Linked DNA regions of Ovis canadensis: region 2 is linked to region 1. Evidence: chromatin contacts called from public Hi-C data. All regions are on one chromosome and are shown on one strand. Each heading gives the region's core, a stretch centred on a gene start, on an enhancer-like site or on the middle of the called end of the contact. The rest is flanking DNA. Distances are from core to core; before and after follow the strand shown. Region 1 has its middle 10 kb from the start of SPC24. Region 2 holds the start of KANK2 (KN motif and ankyrin repeat domains 2).

Evidence for each region. Hi-C and Micro-C count contacts between places; a contact is called where the count stands out from the background.
Region 2: a contact with region 1 is called in a Hi-C map of fibroblasts, with 3 times the contacts expected there. The contact joins the promoter of KANK2 here to the enhancer-like site in region 1. A contact is called at or near these places in 2 of 2 Hi-C or Micro-C datasets (fibroblasts and lung).

Annotation. Positions count from the first base shown.
Region 1 is chr5:28,271,487-28,278,242 of ARS-UI_OviCan_v2, forward strand. No RefSeq gene overlaps it. Among named protein-coding and RNA genes, the nearest start is that of SPC24, 10 kb to the right of the region's middle. Within about 2 kb of position 2,200, the one cell type or tissue checked has open chromatin away from gene starts, as enhancers often do. A contact at or near this core is called in fibroblasts, where this site is marked.
Region 2 is chr5:28,318,052-28,325,118 of ARS-UI_OviCan_v2, forward strand. KANK2 (KN motif and ankyrin repeat domains 2) reads right to left here and starts at 4,051. Exons shown (of 13, transcript XM_069591130.1): 1 at 3,954-4,051; 2 at 2,096-2,315; 3 at 1,015-1,130; 4 at 1-536. The coding sequence starts at 1,051. DOCK6 (dedicator of cytokinesis 6) reads right to left here. Exons shown (of 48, transcript XR_011257182.1): 44 at 6,952-7,067; 45 at 6,468-6,611; 46 at 6,266-6,372; 47 at 5,428-5,589; 48 at 4,702-4,945.

The DNA of each region.
Region 1 (6,756 bases), core at 950-3,449:
ATTCTATTAAATTCATTGCTAAGATAGAAATAGAGAGGTTTCACATCACAAATCTGGCTTCATTGTGATAACATTTGTCCAGAGCCATAGACATTGGGGTACGTGGACTGCACTCTCCTCAGTCCCCTGCACCCCGAGTCTCTTGTGCATCCCAGCTTTACCTGAGTCTGACCTCAAGGGCATTTCAGAACACTATCTTCAGGTGTGGCAGTCAAGCCACAGATAGTACTGGCGTTTCAAGTGGGAAACAAGAACACAGCAGATTATTGGATAGGGAAAAAAATACAAGGAACTAAGCATAAAAGACTAAATGGGACAAACCATGATGAGATGCCACCTACAAGCCATTCATATGGCTGTGATTAAAAACAAAAAAAACAAGGCTTCCCTGATGGTCCAGTGATTAAGATCCTGTGGTTCCAAGGTAGGAGGTGCAGTTCGATCCCTGATCAGGGAACTAAGATCCCACACACCTCGACTAAAGATCCTTCATGCCGCAACTAAGACCAGGCACAGCCAAATTTTAAAAAAGAAATAAAACTACCATGTGATCCGGCAATTGAAATCAGGGATTTTGATATTTGCACACTCGTGTTCATAGTATTATTCACAAGAGCCAAAAAAAGGAACAAACACAAGTTCCATCTGTAGGTGAATGCATGAATACAATGTGTATATACAGAGCGGACTATTATCCAGCCTGAAAAAGGAAGAAAGTTCTGAAACGTGCTCTAAATGGATGAATCTCCAGGACATTGTCTAAAGGAAATTGGCCAGATCCAAAAAGATAATTACTGTATAATTCCACTTATATGAAGTCCCTTGTTGTTCAGTTGCTCAGTTATGTCCAACTCTTTGTGACCCCATGGACTACAGCACGCCAGGCTTCCTTGTCCTTTACTGTCTCCCAGAGTTTGCTCAAACTCATATCCATTGAATCAGTGATGCCATCCAATCATCTCATCCTCTGGTGCCTGCTTCCTTCTCCTCTTGCCCTCAATCTTTCCCAACATCAGGGTCTTTTCCAATGAGTCAGCTCTTCGCATCATGACTGGAGCTCCAGCTTCAAGCAGCAGGCCTTCCAATGAATACGCAGGGTTGATTTCCTTTAGGATTGACTGGTTTGATCTCCTTGCTGTCCTTGAAGTTCCCAGTGCAGTCAAATTCCCAGAAACAGAAAGTAGGACAGAAAGTGGGTGCCTGGGGCTGGGGGAGGAGGAGGGGAAGTTGGTGCTTAATGGGTACAGGCTTTCAGTTTTGCAGGAGCAAAGAGCTGGATGGTGAGCAAGGTTGCACAACAAAGCAAATGTGCTGAACGCTGCTGAACTGCACACTTTAATTTGGTTAAGATGGTAAACTTCAGGGCTGCCTTGGTGGTCCAGAGGCTAAGACCCCGTGCTTCCAACACAGGGAGCCTGGGTATCATGCTTGGTCAGGGAACTAGATTCCACATGCTTCAACTAAAGATCCGGCTCATCCAAATAGGACTTCTCTTGAGGGTCCTGTGGTTAGGAACTCAGAGATTTCACTACACAGGACACAGGTGAATCCTTGGTCCGGGAACTAAGATCCCGTGTGCTGCACAGCACAGGCAAAAAAAAAAAAAAAAAAAGACCAAATGCGGGGACAATGAGGCATCCAGAAATAACAGCAGAAGGGGTGGCATTGCTGGAGCCCAGGAATTGTGGGAGCTGGGAGGAGACCAGTCCAAGGCACAGAGAGAGGAGAGTCCAGCCTCTCCCCTCCTCCAGGCCCCGCCTCCCGCCAGCGCCCCCCCTCCCGCCAGCGCCCCTTTGTGCTGAACCCAGTAGGACGTGGGAAACAGGGTTCCCTGCAAGACCTGGCCCAAGGGCAGAGGACCCGGAGTATGGAGGCAGTGGGTGGGAAAGGGTGCAGACTGGCTTGAGTTGGGTGACTTTGGACCCATCCGAGCCTCCGTTTCCCCACCTGCAAACCGGGAGATGCTAATCCCCGCCTCCCGGGCTCCGCGGGTGGCGGGTGTAGCGGTGGCAGAGGGAAGCACCGGGAACAGCCGGGACTGCGATCTTTTCTGTGTCCACAGGGTGGCACTTCCTTCCTTCCTTCCACCTTTTGTCTTGGGAAGGTTCCAAACTGCCTCTGGGGGCGAGAGCTGAGCGGACCGCACAGGAAGCGTCCGGGGCCTGCAGGCGGGCGCTCGATAATTGGTTGATTGACTGACTCCATGCTCAGCCGCGTGGCAAACCGGACAAATGAGCCTGAACAGCCCGGGCGCGCGGGAGGGGCCAGGCAGTGGCCGAGAGCGCTGAGTGGGGAGGGTGGGCAGGACTTGGTGGTGGTGGGGTGGTCCCCGGGCAGAGGGAGAGCCTGGGAGAGACTGGAGGTGATGGAAGTTGCTGATCCCTGGCTTGGGCAGTTTTCTGTTGACGGAGGGAGTAGTAACTGAAATCCTTCCTCGGCGCCCCCAGCTTGCCAGTGAGTGTGAGACACACACAGGGTTAGAGTGTCAGGAAAAATAAGAGCAGACCCTTCTTGGGGATTAACTGTCTGCAGCCTCTCTGTGGCGGCCGAAGGAGGGGCCAGGCCCAGAGCCCATTTTACAGACGGGAAATGGGAGGCGGGGGTCACTGAGCTTGGGTCTCAAGCTTCTGGCGAGACCTGGATGCCCTGCCTTTTTATCCTTCAATAGCGGCATCCTAAAAGGCAAGGCCGTGGTGGTGAACCTCTCTGGGCTCACAGGGGGTCCCCTGGAGAAAGGCGTGGTTGTCACTCAAGTAAGATGAGGGGCAGCTGGCCGGCTGCTTGGAGTTAGTCTGTGGGCTCCCCCAAAGGGGTGGGGAGCAGACTGGAGCTTGGGAGCTGCTGTCCCTGGGGACAGGGTGTGGGCAGGTGACTCTGAACTCCCGCCTCTCCAAGAGGCTCAACAGCTCCGACCAACACCAGCCGGGTAGTGGGAGGAATTTGCTCCTCCAAGCCTGACACCCCAATTGACATCCTCTGCTGCCTCCACCCCCAACCCCCAGCCCCCACAGGCATCTGAAACCACAGCTGCCTGTGGTGAGTCAGGCTGGAGCCTGCGGGGCTGAGCCCAGGTCCGTGGGAGGAAAGAGGGGAAGGCAGGGAGGGGGGAGAGCTGTCCTCATGCCGGCCCCTCCCCCATGGTGGGGGGCAGGGCCCCCCCTCCTCTAGGCAGTGAATTCCCTCAGTGATGAGGAGATGAGAGCGGCTGAGAGTTGGAATTTGAGCAAATACAGGTCACATCACCCACCCCATGGTGTGGAGTGGAATTGAGAAGCGGGGGAACAGCCCCCAGGACTCCTGGGTCCTGTCCAGCCTCCCCTCCAGGCAGCTCAGGTTTCAGCTCTGACTCCTGCCCTCCGTGGAGGGGCTCCACCCTCCCCGGCACAGCTGCTCTGCTTACATCACAGCCTCCTCTCCCAAGCTGTGCCTATGACTGGGCAGAAGGCTGGGAGCTTGGGGGTTCAAAGCAAATCCATTCCCCTAGTCGGCTGGGCCTCTGCACCATGACCTGTGCCAAGAGGGCAGTGTCAGACTCTCCCTTCCCAAGCCCCAACTCTGAGCTCCCCCACCCCACCCCCGGAATCTGAAAATCCTCATATCTCACTGTGGACTGCAGGCCTGGCTTGATCCAGCCCCATGGCCTCTCATTCTCTCCTTGCTGGCCTCTTTGCTGTCTCTGAACCTTTGTACTTGCTGTTGCCTCTGCCTGGGTCACTGTCTCCATACTTTTGTCCCCTGGGGGCTCAGGTCTGTCTGGGCTCAAATTACTCCTGCTCCCAGGGGCCTCCAGGAGGCTCTGCCTTCATCAGCTGTGACGCCGTTCGTGAGCAGCTTACCTTCACTGTGCCTTGGTTCCATCACTGCAGGACACTGGGGTCCAGCACACAGCACCTGCTCATGGCCTCCACAGTAGTGTGGCTCCCTGGAGGGGGCCTGACAGGTCACAGATGTCCGCTGCACACTGCTGAGGCACGTGAGGAGGCCACCAGGAGGTCCTAGAGCCTTCCTGGGGGTGGTCCACGCACTGTCGTGTCTCTATTGATCCCTTGCGGTCAATCTTCCCAGCCTCTCCCCAGCCTCAGCCCATCAAGGTTGCCAGAGGTCCAGGTGAGAGGTTCGGTCAGCCTCTCCACTCCATATACCCTTGCCTATTTTCTCCAGAAACACCAATTAAAAGCCAGGTTGCGTAAGAGATATGGGTTCAATCCCTGGGTCAGGAAGATCCCCTAGAGTAGGAAATGGCAACCCACTCTAGAATTCTTGCCTGGAGAATTCCATGGACAGAGGAGCTCAGTGGGCTACAGTCCATGGGGTCGCAAAGAGTCAGACACAACTGAGGCGAATTAGCGTTTAGCAATGTAACTTTAGTGTTTTAAAGCAGTCTTCAAACATTACTTTCTGAGATGTCAGTTATATAAAAATTTACGAAAGCATAGAAAACGGATTGAAAGACAGTCATTGAAATGTTAGCTGTGTTGTCTCTAGGCAAAAAAAAAAGCCAGGTTGGCCAGGTGTGTGGATACCGGACCAGCAACCACTGATTACTAAGGACTTCAAGTGCTCTGTTGCCTGGCAGGGCTCTACCAAGGACAGGCTTGAGTTCCAGTTCTTGGTCTCTTTCCACCTGGGTAGCCTTGGATAAGAGGCAGGCGCCTGAGTCCATTTCTCATCTATAGAGCCAAGAGTCTCTCTCCTCCATGGACCCTGGGGGGCCCCTGCTGGATTCAGCCTCCCAGAGAGGGGGTGTCACTGTGACTTTGGGCAACTGACTGGACCAAGCTGTGCCTCGGTTTTCCTACCTGTAAAATGGATCCCCCTCACCAGCTTGGGGTGGTGCTGGGCTGAGGGGATGCCAGAAGAGGAACGGGGTGGGTGTGTGGGGTCAAGTCTCAGTTCTGGGGGCACCAAGGTTTGGGTTCTGTGCTCCCTTCCTGGTGGTAGGGGGGAAGCTGATCCTGCACCCCCATCAAAGCTGGCCTAGTGTTCAACGTGCCCCTAGCCAGCCTCCATAATCTGGGAAAAGGCTGCTGATGGGCTGGCTCTCAGAGGGAGGGCAGGCGGGGCGGGGGTGGGGGTGCAGGCTGGAGGCCGTGGGCCAAGGCCATCCGGGCGTCTGGCCAGTGCTGGGCAGTGAGTCAGGGCCCAGGCATGCAGAGGGCCAGGGCCTCCCCGGCCCCTGTGAGCTCAGGCACCTCCCTGAACCCGCCCATCGGGCCCCACTGGGCTGCATGCCTCACCCCCTTGCTCACTCCTTGGGCTGGTCTCAGGGGGCTGCCTGGGGAGATTGGACATGGCCCCTCTGAATCTTGTCCATACAGCCTCCTTCAAATGTCAAATGTCCTTCTTCTTGGTCACTGAGTTCTGGGCAGGCAGGCAATGCCTCCTAGGCCCCTCCCCGAAAAAAGCCACTGCTTGGAGGGGGCTGTGATTATGGCAGGGGAGCAGATCCCTGGGGAAGGGGCTCGGGCCCTGAGCTGGGGCCCAGAGAAAACTTTGCCTTTAACTGTATCTGCCTTCCATCACCAGCTTTCTCTCCTAGGGACTCTATGCCCATAAATCTGAACTAGAGGGAAATACACTTCTCTGCCAGCCCTGGGACCCTCGGCTGGGCCTCAGTCCTCTCAGGGCAGGGAGCCCTCCTGGCACCTTCACTCCTGCAGGGGAGCAGGTGGAGGCTGGCTGTGTCAGCAGGACACAGCCCTCAGTAGGTCCGACCCCATCACCAACCCCCAGGGTTTTTAGGACAGGGGTTGGCTCCCAGTATCTACAGGGTGGAGGCCAGGGTTATCCTATGATGTTCAGGACAGCCCCCAGCAGAGTGACTGGCCCCAGCACTGCAAAGGCTGAGGCAGGAAAACCCTGGCCTAGGTCAAGTCTTTTGCCCTTTGGAGGCCAAAGGTACCAATGCAGGGCTCTGCTTCTTTTTCACATCATAAAACAACTCTGCCAACCTTGAAAATGAAAACAGCCCAGGAGGGCTTATGGGAACATAGCCTTGAATATGTAAAGCCAGGCCCTCGGCATTAAAGCAGGGCCTCTGAAGTTCTGGGAAACTTGTGAGCCATATGGCCTTGGGATGCTTGCATTTCAGTGACACTAGTAACCCCTTTTTGGGGTCTATCTCCTGGACCCAACAGGCAGGATTACTTGCCCTAGGACCTCCAAGGGGTACGGGAATGAACTATTTCTAGTGCCCATTTGATGTACTCAGGTGCTGCTAGAACTTACTGTTCCTTCTGCCTAGAAATGTCCTTCTCTGATCAAGAAATACAAATTGTACTTATTGTAAGTTGTACAGAGGTGCACAAAAGCCAACACCCAGAAATTCATGTAACTGCTGAATCTACTGGCTTTAGGCAAAGCTGTATCCAGGAAGCACTTGACAGCAAAGGGACCCTGCTTCTCACTTGCTGCCCTCAGACAGGTAGGGAGGCTGGCCATAAACTTTTACTGGTAGTAGCACCTCAGTCACTGAGGATGGGGGTTAGGTGAATTCATTGATTGGCCAGCCCAGGCTTTGGCGGCATGCTCAGTCAGTGGGGGTTTATTATGGGTGTCTGTGATAATAAAACTAAACTAAGAAAGACACACACAGCAGGTTAGCCCCTGCACCCAAGAAGTCCAGTATTTATATCCAGCTCCACCATCATCAGAGAACCAGGCTCTTATCATCTCTAGAGAATGTTGCCCCTCCTCGTGTGACAATACAGCTGCCAGGGCTCCAGCCATCACACCCAAATTCTAGAAAATAGGGGG
Region 2 (7,067 bases), core at 2,801-5,300, 48 kb after region 1:
CTGCTCCCGCACATGGGCCAGGTGCCCGGCGCTGGGCGGCACCGGCGTGGACAGTCCGGATCCCCGTGGTGTCGGGGGTGGCAGCCCCACGCCCACCAGTGAGCTCGTCGAGCCGGCCGCGCTGGGGGTCAGGGAGCCCAGACCGGCAGGGGCGGCTGCCTGGTCCTCCAGGCGGCGACGGGCGTCCAGTAGCGTGCGCTCCACTCGCGGGTTGAAGCCACCGCGTGTCTCCAGGGCGCCATACTGTGGGTAGAAGCCACGGCCGCAGTAGGAGTAGGCCGAGTGGCGGCTGTCCCCGCTGGCATTGGAGCACAGAGACTCGGTGGACGTCCACCAGGAGCCGGGCCCACGGGGCAGGGAGCCCAGGCGGGGCCGGCGCTGCACGGCCACCCGCCGCAGCGTGTGGCCCTTCTCGATGTCATCCACGTACTTGAGAAAGTCCAGGTCTAGGCGGTAGCCGTAGGGCGTCTCCACCGAGTAGGGGACCTCAGGCTCTTTAGAGGGGAAGGCAGGCGGGGAGGCTGGGCCGGGGGTCCCTGAGGTAGAGAGAAAAGCCAGCACCTCTGAACACTGTGGTCCCCTCCTGGGGGCAAACTGATGCACCTGGGTGAGTCATGGCTTATTGGCCCAAAGGATGGGACGCCACTGGCTCCTCAATGCTCAGCTGTAAGCCTCAGACCCCTCCCCACCTCCCCAGCCTAAGGCAAGGCCTTGCGTCCCCCTTGGACCCTCCCAGGGCAGGGCTGTGCTTCCAACCTCCCAAATGAGTCAGGACCCTGTCTCCCAACTCAGACTAACCTCCTTTCCTGAAAAACCCTGTCTCTTCCATTAGACTGTCGAGGGCAGAACCGAGTTGTCCCCATTCAGGCTCTCAGGATAGAGCTGTGTGCTACCCTCAGCCCCACTCAAGTCAGGCCCCCTTCTCTCCTCCAGGCCACACAGGACCTGGCCTGTGTCCCTCACGCCCCACCTCCAACCCCAAGGCTGGGCCCTCTTCCCCACGAGATCCCTGACCTGGGAAGGGGGCTGACACGTGCAGGACCTGGGCCATCCTCTTGCCTGCAGAGCTCCTCAGGTGTCTCGGGGGGGCACTGTGAGTCAGACTACCTGCAGCACCGGCTGAGGTTTACCTGGAAAGAGGGTGAAGAGGGTGTGATGACACCCAGAGTCAGGAGTCTGCAGGAGGGGAGGTGGCCACCCCTGCCCACTGTCCCTTCCCCCCCAACTTCCCTCTTTCCCTGGGCGTGGGACCCTCTCACAGGCATACACCCATCCTGATTGTGGAAAGGGTTGAGGGGGGCGCCCACAGCCTGGAACAAAGAAACCAAACCTCACGGTCTGCCCGCACATCTGTCCAGCCCCTGGACAGGCTCCAGCTGTTCCCACAGCCCCGCCTCCACAAAGCCCCCCACCAGGGGCGGGGGGGATGGGGTGCTGAAGTCCGACAGCCGCCACCCTTCCTGTGCCCCCTCCCCTCAGCCCAGGCAAGAACTGGTTACCAGGACAGATGGGCGCTTAGGTGGGCAGATGGGTGCACTAATGGGGAGACAGCCAGCCGGAGACAGAGACCCAGGGGCACAAAGAGAAACGGAGCTCAGGGTAGGAGACCCGCAAACAGAGCTGGGTCAGCCTGGGCAGTGGCGGGGGGCTGGTAGGGAAAGTTGGGGGGAAGCAGCAAGGAGCAAAGCCTTTCCCCTTTATGGAAACAATTTTCTCTAAAAATAAACAGTTTCGCTGCCGAGCTACACGAGAACTTCCTGCTCACCCCCCCGCCCCCCCAGGATGTGTCCGGCTGGGGGCTCGGGGGCGCAGCAAGGATAGAAGGCGGGTGGAGGCCCCGGAAGTCACGGGGGTGGGGGGAGGAAGTGAGAGGGGGCGCCTGAGGCTGGAAAGGGGAAAGACAATCAGGGCCTCTCACTAACCTGCACCCCCAGACCTGGAGGATGGCCAGGGTACTTCTGTCCCCGGGTACTTCTGTCCCCTGCTCTGACCGAGTTTGGCCAGTCCTTTCTGCTGTCTGACCTCTAACCACCCTGCTGCAGAGGTTCCGGCCCACCCCACCCTTTTCAGGTTGTGGTGCCACGGCAGTGGGTACCTGGGAGGATGGGCCAGGTGGAGCACCTGCTGGGCATGAAGGCGGGGCCGGAGCTTCAGGGGCAGCCGAGCTTGAGCTTGTCTTGTCTTACGTCCTCCTTGCTTAGCCTCTTGCTTGTCTCTCTCCACGTCTCTCTCTGTCTCTCCACGTCTCTGTCTCTCTGCACTTCTCCCGCCCTGTCTCTCTACGTCTCTGTCCTCACTTCTCCTTCTTTCAGTGCCTGGAACACAGTCATCCAATTGTAGGAAACCTGGCTTTCCACCTGCCTGAAGGGTCACCCCCTGCACAACAGGAAAGTGATTGAAAATATTTTCTGGGAACCTGAGAGAGACTAGAGGCAGGAAGCAGAAATGGTACCCCTGTGGAGACCCCTGGAGGTGAAGGGGGTGGGGTGAATAATAGTATAACTATCATTATCATCCAGGCAACTCCTTTGATCATCATGACAACCCTCCCAGGGGGTAGTTATCACCGTGTATTACGGTGTCTTGGGTAAGATGAAGTGTTTTGGGACACAGAAACACACAATGGGGACTTCCCTGGCGACCCAATGGTTACAACTCCATACTTCCAATGTAGGGTGCATGGGTTCGATCCCTGGTCGGGGAACTAAGATACCACATACCATGTGGGGCTGCCAAAATAAAAAGAAAGAAATACACAGTGACTTGCCCAGGGTCACTTAGCCCGAGGAAATAGCTGGGTCTGGATTTGAATCCTTAGCTTGGTAGATTCCCCTCACTGCCAGCCAAGCCACCCACATCCCCATATTCCAGGCAGAAACTGAGGTCTGAAGCCATGTGACCATGCTCCATGTGGGTCGGTGACTGGCTAAAGGTGGAGAAAGCAGATGGTGGGGGAAAGGGTAGTGGTGGTGGGTGTCTGTGGCTCACCTTCCCTGGAGCATGGCGAGTACTCGAGACAGGACAGAGAGATATGGAAAGGGAGACAGGCCACTCCACGAGGGGACAGGTAGGTGGCTCAGGGAAGTAACGCGGGGTCCCAGGGAGGCGGCCCGAATGTCCAACGGGGTCTCCCTAAAGCCCCCGCCCCAGGCCAGCCTGAACGTCTCTGGGGTCTTCTCGCTCCTCTCCACGGCCCAAAGACGGGGGCGAGGAGGACCCCGCCCCGTGCAGGGAGGGGGCGGGGCCTGCGGGGTCCCCAGCTAATGGCAAACAGCTGCAGCTCCCCACGCCGGCCCAGCCGCTAGGCCGAGGCCCAGCCCAGCCGGACGCCCGGCCGCCTTCCCGCCGCCTGGGGCCTGGCTCCGGCCCGGCTACGGAGGAGGGCGAGGGAGGACAAGAGAGGGAGGACAACGGAGGGAGGAGGGGGACGGGACAGAGGCAGAAAGGATGGAGACAGGGGAGAGGGGCAACGGGGAGGCAGTGATGGGGCGAAGGGATAGGGAGGTACGGATGGAGGATGGGGTTAGGAGAGACCAGCACGGACAGGAGCAAAGATTAGGACCGAGCAGAGGCGCGGGGACCGCGACACTCTCAAGTCTGGAAAGTTTGCGCATAGATGATGGAGCTGGAGGCAGCCAGCGGCTAGTAGAGACCGGAGAGATCGCGCCCCGGGCTTGAGAGTGGGATGGGGTGGGGTAAGGTGGGGTGGGGACCACGCTCGAACCCAGAACCGGACTCGAACCCCGACCCAACTCGGGTCCTACTCGCCTCGCGCGCTCCGGCCGCCGCTGTCCCAGCGTCCCGCCGCCCGTGCGCCCTCCGCCACCGCCCGCCCGACCAGCCCTCGGCGGTAGCCCCGCCCCGCCCCGCCCCGCCCCCTCGGGGCAGGCCCCGCCCCCTGTCGCCTGCGGCCGGGCCAACGTGGAGGGGGATGGTAAGGGACACGATCGCACCTGGACGGCAGGTGTGTGTGCGCGCGTGCGGGTGTCCGGCCTCGCCCCCTCCTCCAGTCCCTGGGACAGTGTTCCCTTACTGCTGTCTTCCCCTGCCCGCTGCAGCTGGGCGGCTGAGGGGGGCGGGAGGGGGCGGGGCTGGCCGGGGTCCAGCTCCTGGAGGGCGGGCGGCGGCGGTGCTGGTGACTGCGGGAGGTCACCCCTCCCCCAGCCGCCCAGCGCAGGCCTGGTACAGTGACGTGACCACCGCGGGGCGGGAAGGGAGGGGTGGGTCAGCGTGAGGCCGCAGACCTCAGCCAAGGCCTGGGCTCCATGGCCAGCCAAATTTGGTTTCCAACTTCAACAGCACCAAGCCTATAACTACTGGCTGCCTCAGTTTCCCCATCTGTAAACCGGGATAAGAATGCTGCCTGCCTGACAGTGGTGTTGAGATGATTCTGTAACCATGAAGCAGGCTGTCCCTCATGCAGCCAGGCCCATAGATGGGACAGTGTCTTTCTGGGTGGCAATTATACAGATCTGGGCTCTGGGCAAGGGCTTAACAAATGTCACTATTATTCCCCATGAACACACATGACATTGTCATTTGTGTTGCCCTCCCCACTAGAATGTCAGCTCTACAAGGGCAAGAACTTGCATGGGTCGTCACTGCTGTCTGTTGCACCCAACTAGTTCTCAGTGTCTGTCATCAACAATTAGGTCGAGTATGCACCTGGGACCCAGCCCCCAGGGACCACACCACACAGGCTGTTTACAAAAACCATTTTAAATTAGAAAAGACAAGAAGCATCAGTGCACACAGATGAGAACAGAGGAACAGAGGGCCCAGCCCTGTGCACGATGTGGGCGCCTCACAGCCAAGTGGGCAGTGGGAGAGACTATCAGGAAGGCACAGGTAGCTGAGGCCAGGGTCCTGGTTCCTCTGGGAGTGGCTCCAGGCCCTGTGGGCTCAGAGGTCAGTCTTCCGGAAACTTGCTCTGTTCAAGGAGTTCCTGGGGGGGGGGGGGGGGAATGAAGCAGATCAACACGGGCACATGGTCCCCAATTCCATAATGCTCTCCAGCCATCACCTCCTCCTCTGCCTCCCACTACTTTCCTTCCCCTCCTCCCCCTCCCCCTCCCAAGATCCTTCTATGGTCATCCTGACTCCTTTAAGGTTGGTTCTGATCCAGCCGTGGAACTGGAGATTCCTTCATAAAATCCACCACTGGAGATATGAATCATACCCCTTTGACAGATGTGGAAACTGAGGCTCAGAAAAATGAAGTCACATGCCTGAGAAATAACCTAGCTAGGATCAGAAATGGTGGCTCAGAGCTTGAATATTATGTACATGTGCAAGTGTTCACAAGCACGTGCAAAGCCCCAAGCACCTGTGTTGATGGGCACACATATGGTAGCCCCCACACTCTGCCGGGCTTTGCCTGCCCCATCTCGCCCTCTCTGGGGTGGGCGGGGGACTCGGGTTAGGCACCTGAGGCCGGCTGTGTTTGGTGCCAGCAGCTGGGGCAGGCGTTGGGTAAGCAAAGGCTGCAGAGCCTCCCGTAGGCGGGAATAGTTGCGCTCCAGTTCCCGATGGTACTCCTTCTGGTCCGGCCCAATCAGGGCTTTGTTCTTCCGCAGCGCATCCTCACACCTGAGGACCAGATGGCTCAGTGGTAAAGAATCCGCCTGCCAGTGCAGGGGACCTGGGTTTGATCCCTGGTCTGGGAAGATTCCACATGCTGTGGAGCAACTAAGCAAGCCCAGGCGCCACAACTACTGAAGTCCACAGGCTGTAGAGCAGCACACTGCAATGACTGAGTCCACGCGCTGCAACTGATGAAGCCAGTGGGCCCTAAAGCCTGTGCTCCGCACCGAGAAGCCATCGCAGTGAGAAGCCCACACACAAGGGTAACCCCCACTTGCCACAACTAGAGAAAGCCTGCGTGCAGCAATGAAGACCCAGTGCAACCAAAAAAAAAGGATTAAAAAAATGAGCGGTGAGGAGGCCATGAACTGGGATCAGGCATGCAGAGGAGTAATAATGGGGGTCTGATAGGTGGATATATTGTTGTTCACTCAGTCGTGTCTGACTCTCTGCAGCCCCATGGATTGCAGCATACCAAGCTTCCCTATCCTTCACCATCTCCTGGAGCTTGCTCAAACTCATGTCCACTGAGTCAGATGAGGGACATGACTTAATGGAAATCAGAGAGGCCATAAAGGCGGGTCAGGTTGACAGACTGGCTGTACTGGGGAGTCAGGTAGGCAGAGAGTCATAATAGGGGGCTGGTTAGAGGGGCCCTGTCCGGGGATGGGGTCAGGCCTACTTTTTGCAGAAGTCTTTGAAACAGAGCCGCAGCTTGTTGTGATGCCTAAAGAGCTTGGGGTCTTCTGGGATCTCTGCCAGAAACACCTGGGCTACCTCCAGAGGTCCCTGTGGGGTGACAGGGGCTCATGAAGCCGTCTGCATTCCACCACCCCCTGCCCCTCCTGGGGCTTTGGGCAGACTGCTTCCCCTGCCAGCCGTGCCTGGTTCACAGTGGGCCCCACAGAGCCCTGCAGCACCATCTGCAGCATCTTGGCATCAGGAGGGTCCTGCTCAGTGGCGAAGGCCAGCTCCCGAGTCTTCTTTTGCATGTCCTCGATGGCCACCTCCACTGGGGTCAGCACCGTCTGTGGGGTAGGGATGGGCATGCATCACTGGGTGGGGCCTGGAGATGCCCTGACCCAAACCAGCCTGTGGCAGCTTGGATCTTGACTGGGGGTTCATAGGGGTCCAAGAGCCTGTGTAAGGAACTGGGTCTGGCAGGGTAAGGGTCAAGGTTCAGCTGCTTTTGGCGTGCTGTTGCTAACTCTGGCCTGGTTCTAGTCCAGACTTGGGTCAGTGAGGTCTGGAGGGAGGGGTTTTAGTCTGCTGACTAGGGCCTGGAGGTTGGAATTTGGGGGTCCCCTGCCTCCCTTGGTCTGGGGTCTCTTGACCTCCCCACTCCCTGGGCCGCCCCTGACCACCCACCTCCTCCCGGTGGCAAACACGGATTCGGGTCTTGATGTAGGGGAAGGCGTGGGCCGTGCTCAGCAGTGTCTTGCGCTTATGCTGCTCTGGCAGTTCGCCGTGAGCACGCCCGTCTG